Linked DNA regions of Pan troglodytes: region 2 is linked to region 1. The links are chromatin contacts, called in public HiChIP or PLAC-seq maps. All regions are on one chromosome and are shown on one strand. Each heading gives the region's core, a stretch centred on a gene start, on an enhancer-like site or on the middle of the called end of the contact. The rest is flanking DNA. Distances are from core to core; before and after follow the strand shown. Region 1 holds the start of GABPB1 (GA binding protein transcription factor subunit beta 1). Region 2 holds the start of AP4E1 (adaptor related protein complex 4 subunit epsilon 1).

The links. HiChIP or PLAC-seq counts read pairs in DNA pulled down with a chosen protein or histone mark.
Region 2: a contact with region 1 is called in an H3K4me3 HiChIP or PLAC-seq map of stem cell-derived excitatory neurons, with 6 times the contacts expected there. The contact joins the promoter of AP4E1 here to the promoter of GABPB1 in region 1. A contact is called at or near these places in 1 of 7 Hi-C or Micro-C datasets (stem cell-derived neural progenitor cells) and 1 of 1 datasets of contacts at active chromatin or transcription factors (stem cell-derived excitatory neurons).

What each region holds. Positions count from the first base shown.
Region 1 is chr16:42,348,242-42,351,098 of NHGRI_mPanTro3-v2.0_pri, forward strand. It overlaps GABPB1 (GA binding protein transcription factor subunit beta 1), which reads right to left and starts at 1,466. Exons shown (of 9, transcript XM_510397.8): 1 at 1,003-1,466.
Region 2 is chr16:42,906,052-42,908,908 of NHGRI_mPanTro3-v2.0_pri, forward strand. AP4E1 (adaptor related protein complex 4 subunit epsilon 1) reads left to right here and starts at 1,481. Exons shown (of 21, transcript XM_009429123.5): 1 at 1,481-2,150. LOC107968623 (a long non-coding RNA gene) reads right to left here and starts at 2,125. Exons shown (of 3, transcript XR_010151698.1): 1 at 2,059-2,125.

The DNA of each region.
Region 1 (2,857 bases), core at 216-2,715:
GTCCGCTCGCCACAGTCCAATCAGGTTTAAAGCAAGAGTATTTGTACTGAAAACAAGCTTAAAGTGGGAAGACACACACAAAGCAGGCCTGTATCATTCCTTTGGTTTCAGTTTTCACGATGCACCCTTGAGGCTAGGCACGCTGATTCAACACACTTGGAGAGCTTCACCGAAACACACTAAACACACAGTGATGAACTGTGCCCTGGCAGAGATGACCTGGCAAAATTCTCAACTTCTTCCCTGAGGCAGTGCACCCGCAGTTCTCGGCGGCGAAGTCTTTGGGGCAGAAGTCCCGAGCCGTCAGAACGGCAGGCTTCTCCCCCTCAGGACTCCAGTCCCCGCGGCCAAGGCTGTCGCTGCGGGGGCCCCGCGCGGGACTGGCCAGGCTCTTCCATTAACCCTGTCTGGTCCAGCCGATCCCGCCGCGACCCGAGCGCCTCTCGGCCCCGCAGCACAGGGCGCCCAGGACCCGCCACCCTCGCCGCCCGTTCCCCTCTCCGGAGAGCCCGGCGGGGCCGTCAGGCTGCCGAGACAAAGGGTACCGCGGCGCCAGAGGCCGAGGCCCAGCCGCGCCTGCCTTCCTCCTTCTCCCGCCCACTGCCAACCTCCAGTCGCCCGCAGAACCTCCGCTGCCTCGGCGCGACCCCATCGCCACCCCGGGGCTGCCGCTCGGGACCGGCACGCCGGGTAGCCGCGAGGAGGCCGCGGCATGCTAGGGCCGAGGAGGGGGCGGCGGCCGCCACCATGTCTGCCCGCCCCTCCCAGAAGCGGGGTGCCCAGCGGACAAAGCGCAGCGGCGGCGCGGGCGCCCAGGCCGACCCCGCCGACCCCCGCGGAATAAGCGGGGCCAGGAGCCCCGGAAACCCGGCGCCTTAATGCAATAAACAGGAAATCGCGGGGATGATCTGGGTTCCGGGGGAAGTGGAATTATTTTTTACCAGCGAAGAGATCAACTTCCACATCCGGTGGTAACAGGGCCCTACACAGACCCGCACTGACCTGGAAAAGCTTCGGGAGCGGCGACGGGAAGGCAGCAGGAGGTGGTGCGGGGACCCGAGGCGCCTCGTACCCGGCCGGGCTGACGCGGCCCCGCTACACACAAAGCGCTTCAGCTGCACAGGGCGCTATTTTCCGAAAATGCCGCGTCTGGTCGGCGCCCAAAATCCCCACCGAAAAGTCCCCCGTGCTGCGCGCGGAGGGACACATGGTATGCGAGTGAGTCAGGTTCCCAGCATCCCTCCCGGACCCGGCCCTCTTCAGCTCATCGCCCGAGGATTTTCCGCCTCTGCGCTCGTCGGCAGATCTTGCTACTACCCGCTCCCTAGCTGTGTTCCCGCGGGGAGAGAGGGGAAAGAGGGTCTGATTTTTTAACGAAGGGAAAGAAAATATGCCATTTCTAGCGCTTCAGCCACACAAAGAAAGCGGCGGAATGATCCGCTCTCGGCGACCGCAAGTCCCGGCTCGCCCGGCGCCTGCGCGGCAGCGGGGGTGGGAGCTGCGGACGGCCATGTGCGCGGCGGAGAGGCCGGGTGGCCACCGAACCTTCCCGCCTGTTCTGCGGTGGGTAGGAGTTTGGAAACTAATGTTCCTGTGCTAACCTTCGTGTCTCTGTGACATGACTGTTGAAAGACGGAGAGTGCGGAATCTTTGGAGTTTAAGCTTGCCAACTGTGCGGCCTAGCAGAATCCTGGGAGACGGAAGGACAGCCAAGAGGCTAGGATTTACCTTTAAGTGTCCCTAGATTCAACTAGGCAGACTGGGACGGGAGACGCTGTGAAGGTACCAGGGAAGGAACGAGTGAGGTTCCTTTTCCACTTTTTCATAAACTCAACAGTCAGGTTCATGACGAAGATATACATATTTCTGTAGATTTTTTCCCCAACATTCTAATTATGCCTCATGTTTCGTAGATCCTAGTAACTGTTTGGATTACTGCCACCTCAGAGGTAGAGATCTGTTTTTCCGTGGCTGGAATGTCAAAAATTTTGTTGTATTTTATTAAGAAAGTAGCAAAAGTTTGGAGATTTGCAAAGTTAAAAAAAAAACATTATGAACTTAATCTAGATGTGATTTGCTAAGGAACTTAATATATTGATATGTTTTTCACAGGGGCGTCTGGGCATGGCTTTCCCAACCTAGTAACTGCAACTTCTAGCATCCTACATGTAGGACTTGGGAATATGTGAGACAGCGCCAAGAATTTAATCCAGGAGAATTGACAAGCTTAAATGAAATCCATATTGCCCACTGATTTTGTGCAGCTTCAGATAAGTAATCTTTCTCCACTTAGCCTTTTGTAACAATTGATGTAATAAAGGTTTGTAGTCTTTGCGTAATTTATTAAAGCATTGTGCCTAAAATAGAAAAAAAGCATAGGAACCATAGGCTGTGTTTTCTTTTGATTTAATATTTTCATTTCTTCAGTTAATAGAAATTTGTCAAAATTCTGATGTTTTTCTGTAGCATTATTTGAATGAGCATTGTTTATTTGAGTGAACATTCAGCTAATTGTTACAGAATCGTTGCCCCCATTAATCTTAGGCTGTAGAATGTAGACAAGTAAATAGGCATCATCAGTATGATGAGAGTGAAGCTACTTAATACTGTGGAATCAAATAAAGGAGGAATCCCTTACTAAACCAAGAGGGAGGAATAAAATGGAATGGGACTAGAGAAGCAATTAGCTTTAATAAGGGTATTATGGAAGACTTTCTAGATGAGAAGCAGTAAGTACAGATGTTTGGAGGCAAACACTAGAGAGATTGTTGGGTAAAGAAGACAATGCTGGAGGTCTACTTGTGAAGGCCTTGAATGCTATGTGCAGAAGTCAGCTTCTGAGAACCAGGAGGAAGAT
Region 2 (2,857 bases), core at 231-2,730, 560 kb after region 1:
CACTTTGGGAGGCTGAGGTGGGCGGATCACCTGAGGTCAGGAGTTTGAGACCAGCCTGGCCAAAATGGTGAAACTCTGTGTTTACTAAAAATACAAAAATTAGCCGGGCATGGTGGCGGGCGCCTGTAATCCCAGCTACTCGGGAGGCTGAGGCAGGAGAATTGCTTGAACCCAGGGGGAGGAGGCTGCAGTGAACCCAGATCGTGCCACTGCATTCCAGTCTGGGTGACAGAGTGAGACTCTGGAAAAAAAAAATTAAATGAATAAATGAGTATCCCTTTTAGATAAAGTTTAAATATTTTAAAATGTTCTCAATATATTAAAAAGTATTCTTGCGAGACAAGCCAACAAATTGAACTTTTTTCTTATGTTCCCATATAGGTATTAGAACAACTTCAGGATTTCAAAAAAACTCATTTATTAGGTGACAAGGAGGTTACAGAGATTAGAGCAGGTATAACCGAAGATAGCTTGTAAGTGTAGCTGTAGCTGGTGGGCCGGTTGAGGTTCTGGACTTCGCGGTGCAAAATAATTGAAGTCCAAAGTAAAAGCAAGCAAGAGTTTATTGCAAAGCGAAAGTACACCCTCACAGCTGATCAGAGCGGGCTGCTCAAAGGTGAGACAGCATGCACTGACACTGGGGAAACTCCCTTTGTAGGAGTCTCCCAGGATCATTCATGAAGCGGGGAGAACGGGTGCTGCTATTAAGCATGTTCTCTGGTTTTCTGGCGCCATGTGCGCTGCGGTTGTATATGCTAGTACATACATTGCATGTCTTATTAGTATCTTAAATCTTCACCCAGGAGTTTTTTTTTTTTTTTTTTTTACTATTATAATGAGTATAATTCAGCCCAACGACACTGATCATGGGTTTCTGCGCTTGTGAGAGTTTGGGGATTTTCCCTTCTGCTCTCGTACCTCTTTGCTGCAAAATTTTCTAACCAGGAGCCTCGGATGTGGTTTGTACACTATGGGCTGGTTTGTTCTATTTATTTAGCAAGTTTGTTCCCCTTGAAGGGAGGCTATCACCACCTACCTAACCTACCTCCTAGAAACACACTAGGAAGTACTGAGGGCAAATTGCATTAATCTCTGAAAACGCACGTATTTATGCCCTAAACCTACTACCTTAGAAAATTCTAGAAAACACAAGGATACTCCAGGATACATTTTACCAGCTAGTCAATCGTCATCTAGCCTCTTGAAAACTCGTACACTTCCAACAGAATGAGGGTAAAAACGGCAAATAACACGTAAGAAACGTTATCAATATTGTTTTGACTTTGTGAATTCCCTAGAAGGGTCTCAGCGACCCTGAGGTCACCAGACCACATTTCGAGAGCCATTGTACCAGACTCTGTTCTAGATAAAAGCTGGAGCAATCGGAATGAATAAAATACTCTCTCTATGGGGAGCTGTTTACGTAGTGGCAACTGCGACCTGTTCTAAAGTGGAACAGAACCGAGCGCTGTGAGAGGGTGGGACGTGGAGACCTATCCTTGCCCGCCGGGCCAGGGGAGTGGGCTCCAGGAAGATGACCTTTCAACTGCGACCTGCTGAGGAGGAGTCGGCAAGGGGGGCCGCCGACCACTTCTCTTTCCCGCCCACCTCCCCAAATCCCAGGAGAAGAGGGGCGGACGGGAAGCGACAGTGGCCGTGAGTCCCCGGCACGCGACGGGCTCTCAACCTGGCACGCCGAATCCTCAGGACAGCCCCGCTATCACGCAACTACTCGGGTGTCCCAAGAGTCGCCAGGGCCGGAGCCGCGCGCGGCGCCGGGGACTCGCGTGAAACCGCCTGTGGGAAGCGGGCGGGTGGCGCGCGGTCCGGGGACAGTGAGAGGCGGCGGACGGCGCGGGGATGTCCCGAAAAAGGCGCAGCCAGGAAGACGCAACTCATGACGCGGTCTCGGGCTACGCGGAGGCGGCTAGTGGGAAAGGAAGACTCTGGGAGACAGTGCCTAACAGGGCCAGGTCCCCGACGGCTTCCTCAGGAGGACTCACAGTTCTGGGGGATTCCGAAACCGCTACCCCGTCGCGAGAAAGGAGGTCTACTTACGCGCGCAATCTCGACCGAGCGGCCTTTTCCACCCCCGCGGTCTCTTGCGCCCTCTGGTGGCCTCTCGCGAGAACGACACTGAACTTGTTCAGGTGGGACACCAATAAAGATTTCTTATTCAAAAAACAGGAAGTGCCTACGGAGGCCGGGCCGGCAGCGGCGGCCGGGCATGAAGCCGGGCGGCTACGGGATCGCGGGCGGCGGCGGCATCGCGGGCGGCGGCGGCGATGAGCGACATAGTGGAGAAGACGCTGACGGCGCTGCCGGGACTCTTTCTGCAGAACCAGCCCGGTGGTGGGCCCGCGGCCGCCAAGGCGTCCTTCTCCTCGAGGCTGGGCAGCCTTGTCCGCGGCATCACAGCCCTCACCTCCAAGCACGTAGGTGCCCGCCGGCCCGGGAGCTCAGGGACATCGGAGTGAGGCCCCCGCGCCAGGAGGCCCTGGCCGGGCGGCGAGACTCCAGGGCCTCTGGGGTTAGCCCTCCGGCGGGGCTCAGGGGCTGCTGTGTCGGTTCGTCCTTTAGTCTGCCTGGAAGCTTCACTTTCCTGCTGGGACTGACAGCAGGGAAGCCGAGTTTCCACAGTTAGTTCTGACACTGACTCTTTGATCTGGGGCACATCTCTGTAACCTCTGAGCCTCCATGTGTTTTCTCAACGTTGTGGTGGAAAAGTACTGATACATAATTCATAGGTTTTTTGTTTGTTTGTTTTGAGGATTGGGTGAGATGTCAAGCGTGTGAAAATACCTAGTGCGATGGAAGTGTCAGACATTATTTACCTTCCACAAAGTTTTTTTTCCCT